2 separate regions of the Cricetulus griseus genome follow, and region 2 is linked to region 1. The links are chromatin contacts, called in public Hi-C maps. All regions are on one chromosome and are shown on one strand. Each heading gives the region's core, a stretch centred on a gene start, on an enhancer-like site or on the middle of the called end of the contact. The rest is flanking DNA. Distances are from core to core; before and after follow the strand shown.

Region 1 (6,310 bases), core at 3,638-6,137:
AGATAAACCAAACTATTTCCTATGTATATTTACAGATTTGTGTTTCATGGATGTAAATATGGCAGGCACTTGGAGTTTCATCTGTCATGCTTGCTTTGTGTTGTTTTGGTTTTTATTCTGTTTATTAATTCTTAGAGTTTCATGCATTTTGATCATACTCAACCCCCTCAACTCCTCCTAGATCTATCCCCCATTCCCTACCCACCCAACATTGTGTTCTCTCTTTTTATAAACCCATCAAGTCCAAGTTGTGCTGCCCATCTATCCATATATCTGTACATACTCTGGAGCAGTCTTGACCTACCAGGGACCACACTCAAAAAGTAAAACAGGGATAAAATGTATGCAAAAAAGAGAAAGGAGAAAGCTCAGCAAATTTGGAGTTAAAATCTAATTGTATGCTGTTAATTAGACATTGATTTAAAAATGGAGAGACTAAAAGTAAAGGGAAACCATTTGTCAGATAACTACAAACCTGAGGTAAATACTAAACAGACATAATTAAGTTCCATTAGTATTATACAGCTGTGAGATAGATATACAAGTTATTGTTCTTATTAGAAAATACTAATTGCATTTCATATATAAGAAAATGTCAAAAGCATAGTTTTAAAAGCTAACATAAATGTATCAGAAATGCACCTGGATTATCATGAGTTCAAGGCCAACCTGGATTACAGAGTAAGAACTTGGCTTTAAAAAAGGAAAGTAAGCCACAAGATGCCTTATTGGGCAAAGGCACTTATGGTGCAACCCACTTACAGGTGGAAGAGGTGGCTCAGTGGCTAAGTGCACTGGCTGCTCTTCCAGAGGACTCTGGCTCAATTCTCAGCACCCACATGGCAGCTCACAACCATTTGTAACTCCAGTTCCAGGGGATCTGGTGCCCTCTGATGGTCTCTGCAGATACCAGACACACATGATGCATAGATGTGCATGCAAACAAAACCACTCATTCACATAAAATTAAAAAATGTAAAGGTGGGAGAAGAGAATCAACTACACAAAATTGTTCCCTGGTCTCCACGAGTATATGCAGCATGTGTACCCGCACACACACAAGACTGGTAGGTAGATGACAGATAGATGATAGATAGATAGATAGATAGATAGATAGATAGATAGATAGATAGAATAAATTCAAGGAATATCTTAATAAATGAAGTTATAGCATCTGTCCAGACATAAAAACATTCTGAAAATTATAATTTCTCCATTTTCTTTCATTGTATATCCAGTGCTACTCCACTCATTCTCAACAGAATTTATGTACAAGTTTGGCAAGTTTTCTTTTAAATTTAAAAGCCTCATTAGATAGATAAAATATGATTCAAGAAGATCCTGGGGAGAAGGCGCATACTTTCCCCTGAAACCATGATTTTAAGAACAAGGCCATGCATGCTGATGCATGCCTTAAACCCACTAGAGGTCTAAGGGTCTCTGTGAGCTTGAAGCCATGGTCTACATGGAGAGTTCCAGACCAGCCAGAGCTACCCCCAGACTAACACATAAAAATACATTTCATTTTAAATTTTAAAAATAAATACATGGTACAGATCTGGGCTAAGACATGTTAACCAGCACATTTGATGGTCAAGCAGACCACCCATGCACCAAGCTTCAGCATAATAAAGCCAGCCCAGGAGATGAAGTGGAAAAGGAGAGATCTTTATTGAAGCCAAGAAAAATAATATCTTAGGGAGATAGAGAACTGGTTAAGAGCAAATGGTAAAGCGGTTTCTTCGAGATCACTCTTTCAACACAATAATACTTAGATTCAAACCTAAGCCCAGGCACTAGCTCGCTCACAGTGTGAGCTGGGTGACCTGGACAGAGCCACTTCCCTCAGTCTCCTCTCCTTCTTCATAAAATGGGACTGACCCCTCCCAGCTGTGACACTGGAATCATTTAGTAAAGCTTTGTGCTTCACAAACTAGGCTGGTGGCAAGTCCTGTGTGTTGACTGTCTGAGTAAGCCCTGATTTTGAACTATAGCAAGCATTATACATGCCTTTCAGAATTGTCATATTAAAATGTGAATGGTACAATATAAACTGCCTAGTACAACAGCTGATTCACAGACGCTCAGTAAGTTCTGTTATTCTGCCTCCAATTCCATTGCCAAGTTTCAGGTTAAATTCAGGACCTCCACCAGATGTTTTACTAACATGTACAGAGCTAAGTGAGAAACTCAATACTATTCTATTTTAATTGACATGTAAAAACGGTACATATCCATAGGATATCATACAACAATGCAATACATTGTATGGTGCTCAAAATAGGATAGGCATACCTATTTCCATTTCTTTATGGAAAAAAACTTTTCTTTAGATTTTTGGAAAATGCACCACCATTTTTTATTATCACCCCACAGGGACTGCACACCAATACTCTTATCCAACTGTAAATTAGTCCCCACTGATCATATATCCCATCCCTGCTACTTCCCCAGCCAAACTACCTCTTGACCCTTAATGTTTAAGATTAACTGTTGTAGGGTACGCATATGAGTTAATGTGGTATTTGTGTTTCTGTGTCTGTTTTATTTGAATAAGAATGAATGGATTGGTTGACTTGAATATCTCTTGCTTACTTATGTAACTTCAGGGATCCTGACACTGGGAGAACAAAGAGCAATCTTTTAAATTTGACTTTGGATTCTCAAAGGAATCATATAAGACATTAGGCATGTAAAAGAAATTTGACGTTACCATATTTGAGCACTAGATGGCAGTCAATGGTGCTAAAATCAGGTCATCCTTGACTGGCCAGCTTAGGAGACACAGTCGGCTGAAAAACCAAACAGCATGCGACCCTCATCTTGATCTTCTTGACTGTTCCATTCTCTTCCTGGACTTCTCCAAAACCTCTTAAGCCTGGTTTGGAGTGCAAATCTCCAAGGCCATTCAGCACAGCTAACGATGCTAGTCTTTAGGGTTGACGTCAGAAACAAAGTAAGCCATGACTCCCCTGCCGGCCTGCAACTGAGAGAAGCCCCAGGCTGCACCTCTGCCGCTGCTTCTCTGTCAGAACAGATGCCTCTAGTAAACATTTTACTTGAATAAGAATTGATTGGGTGGGTGGATGGGTGGGTGGGTGGCGAACTGGAAACCTATCAAATAGGAGAGGATCACCATGGCATTTCTAATTCTCTCTCATCACGGGAATGAAAAATACGGAGACTGGCTGCCTCATGGGTCTCAGCAGATGGCTCACCAAACAATGTCACTGAATTTTGGGAAGCCTCGGTGACCTTCACAGCAGTTTCTTCTTCCCAGAAGCCTTCAGAAATGACTCCACCTCATGAGTCTGCTAGCCTAGTTTTCCCAAGTCAGTGCGCAACCAGGGTGGGGCCGGGAGACTGTTAGTGGCCCCTGGGTGGGTCTGGGAGAGGTGGTGGTGGCTGCCAGGGTAGGGCAGGGTGTGTCTGAACTCTGAGGCACAGGACTGGGTGACAGAGCAGGGGGAACAAAAGTTCAGGCACCGATCCACTTAGGCTCACCGCTGAGGAAGTGAATGACTAACTCCCAGATGCTCTGCGTATTCTAGGATTTACTCGTTGGATAAGAAGAGGCTCTGTGTCGCGCCAGCTCTTTGTGTCCAGCCTGAGTTTAGGAAAACAGTTTTGACCAGGTTAGCTACATCTAGCTTACAGACAGCTAGGGGCTGAGCTATGCATGGGGAGGGTGGGTAGCCAGGATCAATTGGCTATAAGGGTCTCTATAAGTCTCTTCCCAGCTTCTGGGCAACTGAAGCCAATTCCTGGAGAATGAAAAGGAGGAACCTGGTGCATCCTGGTGTGGGGACCCACAGGTTCAAAGGCTCTGAGGCTGAACCAGAGTGAATAAGCGATACACAGAACTTGGGTGTTAGTCTTATTCTAAGGACAAAGGCATTGAAGGGCTCTAAGGATGAGACCCAATCTGGTCCACAAGAGTTGCATCACTTTCAGGCTGAGAAGAAAAGGCATTGTGAGGGCATAGAGATGCATTATGAAGCTACTGCAGGAGGGGATGCCAATTGGCCAGATGTGGCTCTGGAGATGAGGAGAATGGATGGCCTCAGATCAGACCTGGATGAATTTACTGAAGAATAGATGTGAAGGTACAAGGTAAAAGAAAAGATATAGAGAGTGTAAACGAGGCCTGATTACCACTAGAATAATGTGGGTGTTATCAGGGACGACTCTGTGACACCCACTTCTGCTGGAACACCTCTATTGTTTCTGCCATCTGCCATGCAGGCTTCTCTGTGCCCAGATGCACTGAGCTCCTTTCTGCCTCAGGATCTCAGCTTAGAATGCTGGTCCCTGGTCTAACTGGACCAGAGTGATCGATGGAGGAATAGGACTTGGAGGTTAGGCTTGTCTAAGGCCAAAGCCATTGAAAGGCTCTAAGGATGAGAGTCCAGTTTTGGACAGCTGCTCTGAGGGATAGGGATGGGTTCAGTGTCACTGCAGTGTTAAACTTCCCCACAAGAGGGCGCCAACAGACTTCTTTCACAGGGCTCCACCTTAAACCTCACTGCCCAGCTGTGTGTACATATGGTCATGTTTGTGGGGCCTTTCGTGTTTGCCCTTACAGTTTAAAAGAGTGTTTTTCTATTGCTCCAAGATGGGGATGGAAGAAAGTGGCACCCACAGGGACCCTGTTTTTCCTGGTACCTGGCACCCTGTACTCTGCTGTGCTGGGCTGATTTTTTTGTCTCCACTGACCTTTGAATTAAGGGAACACACATTAATATTTCCTTGATCTTAACACTGCGCTTGGCAATGACCCCAAAGATTTCTCAGCCAACTGGGTAAATTTAAGGTTAGAAGATTGAAAAGGCTGGTCAGGGTTTAGCACAATAAAAGGAGAGGCGGGTTGGTCATTAACTTAGCTCTAATTAGAGGTAGCTGTGGCACACCGGGGAGGGGGCGGGGGCGGGAGGGCATCTTTGGAAGATGGGTGTAAGTCCTGGCTCTGGCAGTTTCTAGCTGAGTGTGGTGTCTGCCTGTCTCCGCTGAACTCACTATGTCGGCAGCAAGCAGGGCACACTGAGGGCAGTGGTGAAATGGAGTGTGGTTCTAACTGCCGTCAGCATGGCTGCTTGAGAGCCCCACACACACCCTTGCACTGACAGTGGCCCCTGTGCAATATGGAGTTGAGAGGGGACCATGGGAGCAGCTGAGTGTTTTCCTTAAATAAGGGTGAGGACCAGGAGTCAATGCTGGGAGCTGGGAAAGGAGCCAGGGAACCGAGAACAAGATGGGGCACAGTAGAAGGGAAGAGTAAGTAGAGGGGTGACCCGGAAGGATTATCCATCTGGGATAACTACTCCCTGCCTCAGGCTCAGGCATGGTAACTGCTGGGGATAGACCTCTTTCCAATTATTTTGATACAATATATTTTGATCATATTTCCCCTCCCCCAGCTCCCCCACCTCCCAATCGATCCACCTTTAAGCCCCTGCCCCTGTGTGGAGGCCAGGACTCAATCCCCAGTGGTAGCTTAGGTGCTATCCACCTTGTTTTTTGAGACAGGGTTTCTTTCTTGGTCCGAAGCTCCCTAATTTGGCTGGGGTGGCCGGCCAGTGAGCCCTAAGCATCTCCCTGTCTGCCCCTCCCAGCACTGGGGTTAGAAAGGCATGCCTCCACATCCAGATGTGAGGTGGGTGCTAGGACAGTAGGCACCTCACCCAGCCGAACTATCACCCCATTACTCTGCCTTGCTGTTACTGTCATGGCTGTTTCTGTGGTGGTGATGTTTCTTTGTGTGCTGCAGTTTTCACTGTGAGCCCCTAGAGTGGGGAATTTATAGGGCTAGCTTGAAGGTACAGTCCTACACAGAGATTGAAACCACTTCTGCCAGACATCATGACATAGGGACAACAGCCAGGCCCCACTTGTTTTGTTTTAACTGACCGTCTCGGGGGTTTTGAGGCCATGCTTAGCTTCGTGTTACTTCTCAGTCCCAAACCATGAATGCTTGGCTTTGAAACCTCAAGAGCTTTCTTCCTCCACCAAGCCCAAATCAAAGCAGACATGGAGTTTTATTCCCTTTCTCCTTGATCACCCTTTTTCTGGGGGCATAGCTACTCCTGAGGACTGTTTTATGTAGAGGCATCACCAACACAATTCTGTACCCTGCCTGGGTAAGGAGATCAATGAGGAGTGGCAACCTTTTCTACCCAGCAAATTCTATGGCCTAACAGTTCCATGCCATGCAAAGGCATAAAACGCCTCAGTGTTTGCCAGTTTCCTCACACATGTACGCTTGAATCTGTCTTCGTGCTGGCATGGCTCTCCTGCCTTAAAGTCTGTGCTA
Region 2 (5,831 bases), core at 1,008-3,507, 380 kb after region 1:
ATGATATCCAAGCACTTTCTTCTGCCTCCTTTGATCTCAGGGTCTCATCATTCATGAGCCAAGTTGTGTTCCCCGTTGACAGTCAGGGATCAGTGGGCCCAAGAAGATCTAATCTGGGGTTTGAGAATTAGGATTTTCAGCAAACTCTCAGCAACATGAACACAATTGTCTTGTTGTTCAGGTCCATTAGCCATCAGGTGCACCTCCAAGGTATAGGGTGGCACCTCTAAAAAAAATCTTTCAATGAAGCTGCTAAACTGGACAGATAGACCCAAGACAGTAGCCGCAGATCAATCCATCAGAACCCAGCCCCAGAAGCTGGGTGCCAGGGAACCTGAGTGCAAGTTGTTAGGCTTTTGCCTAAAGCCAAGGAGTCTTAGAAAGTCCTTCAAGGACACAGAGCCAAGCAGTGAGAGCCAGAAAACCACAGAAGGCTGCCATTGCCTTAGCACCTGTCATGTACCTCACCCTGGGGGGTTACATGCAAGGTCCTGATCAACGTTCTATGCCAGCTAATAAAGTAGAGACAGTTTTCCTCCCACCTGTAGAGTAGAAAACCAGCTGTAGTGAAATCCATCAGCCTTCTTACAGCTCCCCAGCTGTTACAAAGGCCATCTGACATTTAAGTCAGGGACTGTGAACTTCAAAGCCATCAGTCCTGTGTGTTGACTGCATTTGAACCATTCTCTCCCAGTTTGAACCCTGCCACTCTACTAAAACACCATTGGAGGGAACATTAGATCCTTTCTGTTCAGAGTGTGTGCACCAAGAGCCAGCATCACCTGCCCACATGTCCATATCAAAATACAGAACCTAGCCCCGGCTACAGACTCACAAATCAGACCCTAAACTTGAACAAGATCCCAGGATGTACCAACATCTATCAAAGCTTGCAAAAACAAGCTGAAGATCTGACTTTGGGTCTGCACCTGCTGACATATGTCTTAGCAGAGGACAGGATGCAGATGTGGTCTGAATTCTTGACCATGAGCCAGGTTCTAGAAGCTGGAGCCTAGGATTATCCTATATTCTCATGTTGATGCTCTTGGACTTTGGGAAGATGATAAGAGAGCCAGGAGCCATTCTTAGAATCCTGTAATGTCAGGGCTGGAGAGATGGTTCAATGGTTAACAGCACTGCCTGCTCTTCCAGAGGTCCAAGCAACCACATGGTGGCTCACAACCATCTATAGAGGGATCAGATGCCCTCTTCTGGTATAAATTGGTTAGAGCATACATATAATAAAATAAATAAATAAATCTTAAAAAAAAAAGAATCCCTTAATGTCTAGCAAATGTTTTTAGCTTTATAATTACACACAGTAGGACATGGTCTTGGGTACGCAGAGATTTGCCTTTAACAAGAGTTATAATAGGCCCAAATAGGCTATTTAGGACAGTGGAGATTTGTATTAGCAATCACATGAGCCCCTGGTTAACTAAAACAAACAAACACCAACAAAAACAGAGCTGTGCATTAATTACCTTTCAGATATTGAACTTGTTTAGGACAATGCCTTTCAAATTGTGATGGCCATGGGATGAAGGGGATTATAAAACAGGTCTCTGGGGGAGTGGGGTGAAGAGATGGCTCAGCAGTTGAGAGTGTTCGGTTCCCAGCACCCATGTCAGGTGGCACACAACTGCCTGTAACTCCAGCCCCAGGAATCTGACACCATCGTCTATAGTGCACCTGAATGCACATGTACACACATACACATAAATAAAAAAATGAAATTTAAAAATTGTAAAGGGTCCCAATGATCTAGAATGGCTCCTTATCTTTGTTAAAAGGAAAAAGAGAGTCCAGAAACCAAGAGAGGTGGCTGATGCCCCATGTGGTGTTTCCTGTCAGCCCCCAGCAGCTCTGTGGTTACAGCAGCACCAACTGACAAGGACGTTGCTGGTGACAGTAGCCAGCAGGATAAACTGCCCACTCTGTGTGGTCTAAGCCGACCTCAACCCGCTGTCTCCGGAGGATGGTCTGTTGCTGTCACAGCTCTTTACACTGAGGAGAAGTGAGAAGCCTTGGCCTAAGCTTCAAGCTTCCTGCTTAAGGAACAACAGGGGCTGGGTTCCCAGCCAAGCCTCTCCAGCCCCCTTCTTCTTCACAGTCCCTCCCGATACCCAGATTCTGTCTGTCTGTCCTGCTGAAGCTGCTCAGCCATTTGGCCAAGCCATCTCAGTGACAGGCTTTGGAACTAGCTAAGTCTCAGCAGCTGCCAAGTGGACTTTGTCTCCTCTTTCTGTTTGGTGAGTTTGAGACAGAGCTGACTTTACTATCTGTGTCCAGGTTGGCTCTCCTTAGTGCTGAGCACAGGCCACAGGCACATCCTGTCCAGCCAAAGTGTATGTGTGCACCACACAGCATGCTATTTATGTAAGCCATTCCTTAGGTGCTGCACATTTTAATTTTTGAGACAGAGTCTCTCACTGGCCTGGGTTCATTTGGTTAGACTACACTGGCAGGGCATGCAGACTGGCCAATAAGCCCCGGATCTACCAATCTCTGGCTCCTCCAACTCTGGGATTACAATGTGTACCGCCATGCCAGCTTCGTACATATGTGCAGAGCATCAACCGTTTATTTTATTTTTTTAATTAAATTCCATTATCACTTAAGGTCTCTAGAATCAACAGCTTTATCTTGCTTAATACAGTATTCCTATGATCTGAGTTTCTTTAAGGTCAGGTAGAACAGTGGTCTGAAAGCTAGGGATGCACAGTTATGTACAGGAGGTGTTGTGTATAAAAAGGTACCAGTTTCCAGATACAAAGCTTAATTTTCTACTCTCTTCCAACATTGGTCTGACCAATATCTACTCAAGAGGGGTTTCCAGAGGACCCTCTTTGGGACAGAAAGTAGACCCTACCTCCATCCTGACCCATGCTGGATGATTCTCTCAGGAGTTCCAAACGTCCACAGCACCAAAAGGCCAGAAGGAAACACTGGTTCTGTGTGAGCAACAGCCCTAAGCTGGGGAACCTCAGACAACGAGCTTCCAGATTTTACCTTGTGTCAATTCCAGTCACAGTCAAAGCTTTCACGTCCTCAGGCTTGTGTCGGGGGTCAGAGTCTAGTCCAGAGGAAACGGTACATATAGGGAATGTTGATTCCCTCAAGATTTTTTGGAACGTTTTTCAGTATTCCTTTTCAAACCGTATTGGACAAAATCTATGGATCAGGTTTTTTTTGTTTTTTTGTTTTGTTTTGTTTTGTTTTGTTTTGTATTCTTTTTCCAGTTGGTGTGTTTTGCTCAATTAAGTTCAAACTTTCTTCTCCCCAGTCACATAAATCTTTATTCTAATTATATTTAATCTTAATTTTATTTCATCTTGTAAACCATGTGTTCTTTTTTGCAGTCTATTGACATAACTTCTGCTCCCATGTGGTGACAACCTTTAGCTACCGAGTTTAAAAGACGCTTAGAGTTCAAACATTTCTTGGCATTCTTCTTTGGGGGAAGGGGGAAAAGAGACTGAAGCCCACAGAGACACGCAGCCATGTGGAAAGCCATTATCTGCTGCCATTTTGATTTGAGGATCAAATGTCATGGACATTTGAAGCCTTTTCACTACATCTGAACGCGATGCAATCAGTGTCTTCCCTGAGAAGTTATCAAGAAGCAGACAGGCTACAAACGCTCAGGCATGAATAGTTCTCTTGAAAGAGCTCTCCCTGTGGTCAGCTGATAATCAACCCACTGGCCACACTGAGGCAGACTCTGCTGCCGAGGGGACACACTGTTGCCCTCCTGATAGCAGTGCATAATCCCATAAGCGCCAATGAGAGGTATGTGCCTGCTTTGCTAGAGACAATAGGCCCACAGAAAGGGACACTGTTCCCAGCAACTGAGGGAGCAAACACGATTGGCTATTCCCAGCCACCATCTATGAAGGGCCTGGCTGAGCCCCCAAGCCCTTTCTTTGTCAGGTTGCAGAGTGGGAGACTCAGCCTGCCTTCCTCTACTGCACAGCTGCCACCCACCTTCCCTGAGTAGAATTCCCCCAAAGTCCCACTAAGACTGGCCTCTCGCCTCTTGCTCTTCTAGAGATACGCCCAAGGACCCATGTACCAAAGCTGTGACCTGGGTTTCCATGGCAGGGGAGAAGCTAGATGCTCATTCTTCTCAAAGAATTCACAGTGGTACCAGCAAGAAGAATTATAGCCATTCACTGTGCACTTGCTGCTTCTGGGCACTAAGCACTTTTTAATACACTTGTGCCTTCTGCCACAAAGTCTCCAAGCAGTTCTGTGAGGCCACTGTTGTCACCCTCATGAAATAAGGCAAAACTGGTCCAACAATGGCTAATACAGCTGGTGAGCTGCAACATCTGGACACAAGGGCTGTGTCCTGGGAGGCAGAAACATGGGCTGTGGTTTTGAGCTCAGGGTGACTGACAGGGTATCAGAGCTAAATCCTCTTCAGGGCCTGACAGTAACACAAAATGCCACCTTCCATCATCTACTATACCCAAAAATAAACCTGATCTGAGTTTTCATAGCATGGACAAAGCCAAACTTTGTTCTTGGAGAAGGGGAGAAGGAATGGTTGTGTGTGAACTACTGCCAAGGGGTGGGGCTGGAACGCAGAGGGTGTGTAAATATAGATTTGGGTGCCAGTCACATAACCCATCTTTAGGGAATAAGGGGAGCTAATGTCAGGATCTTCTTGGCAAGCTGGATGTCCTTGGGGCTATCTCTAACGGTGGGCTGAGGTCAGGACTGCTCAGTTGTGCCCTTAGGCTCCTCCTTTGCTGAGTGGGGGTCTCACAGCTGAGGCTCCAGACCTTCTTGTCCCTTTGGAGAAAGACTGAGGCCTCAGGCATAGGCTGACTGCAAGGCCAAGACTGACATGGGACATGCTAAAATGACATGTCATGGGGATTTGTGGGCCTCGCTGGAGCTATTTCCTCCAGGGGGTCTTTTTATTTAGTTCCAATTGGACCCTGTGATTGGTCTCATCCCTGGGCCAGCTGGTGTCCAGGCTCCATATGTCAATGGCTAGGAAAATGCCGTGTTCCAATTGAAATACACTCTACCATCCTAAGGGTCAGACTGTAATTGCCTCTGGCTGGAAAGGGGCTTTGATTCTTTAAAATGAAGCTAGGAAGTAATTTCTCCACTTTGGATTTGCTGTAGGATGGGCCAGCATCTTCCCCATTAATTCAGACAGACACAGCTTGGAAAAGACAGGTGGGGCCTCAGAAGCCAGCAAGGCTCAAGATGGACTTAGTGTGGGAATCTTCACAACCTAGCCTTGACATGTGGTCTCAGCCTCTGACACACTCTGTAGCTAATGAGCTGCTGTCCAGCTCTTAGCAAGTCCATCCCCACACAGAAGTTCTAATAGATGGACTTTAAGGGACACAGTCCATCTGCCTCACATCATTTTTAGCATTGTATCATATGAGTATCCTCCAAGGGAAGAATTGTACTTGTACCCATTTTATAGATGGAATATAACAAGTCACGGAGAGTAAAAATATATCCACAGCTCCATAGACATAACACTACCACAATAAAGGTTGCTCTTATGCATTTTGCCCTGGGCTTTGTTTAAAGAGGTGATCACCCGTAGGCTAGTCCCTGGAAGGCAAACTCTGCTGAGGGTTCTACAGAGTCTGTCCACTTTCTTAAATAGTTCTTGTTAGAGCCTCTTTAGAGATAAGGACCAGATCAAGCACCCAGAGCTAGGGGTCAGCTGAAACCCTCTTCGAGATCCCATGGATGAGCAGCCTGAGAATGGGGAATTCAGGGCTTGGTCTACTGTGAGCTAGAAAGTGGCTATGCCAGGAGGTCTGCCTAGCTCAGACGCTGAGCTCTCCTTG

What was found. Hi-C and Micro-C count contacts between places; a contact is called where the count stands out from the background.
Region 2: a contact with region 1 is called in a Hi-C map of the CHK-Q cell line, with 6 times the contacts expected there. The contact joins two enhancer-like sites. A contact is called at or near these places in 5 of 8 Hi-C or Micro-C datasets (the CHK-Q cell line, the CHL-YN cell line, the CHO-K1 cell line and 1 more).

What each region holds. Positions count from the first base shown.
Region 1 is chr3:145,750,599-145,756,908 of CriGri-PICRH-1.0, forward strand. No RefSeq gene overlaps it. Among named protein-coding and RNA genes, the nearest start is that of Mrgprx2, 37 kb to the left of the region's middle. Within about 2 kb of position 4,888, at least 1 of the 6 cell types and tissues checked has open chromatin away from gene starts, as enhancers often do.
Region 2 is chr3:146,131,529-146,137,359 of CriGri-PICRH-1.0, forward strand. No RefSeq gene overlaps it. Among named protein-coding and RNA genes, the nearest start is that of Nav2, 140 kb to the right of the region's middle. Within about 2 kb of position 2,258, at least 1 of the 6 cell types and tissues checked has open chromatin away from gene starts, as enhancers often do.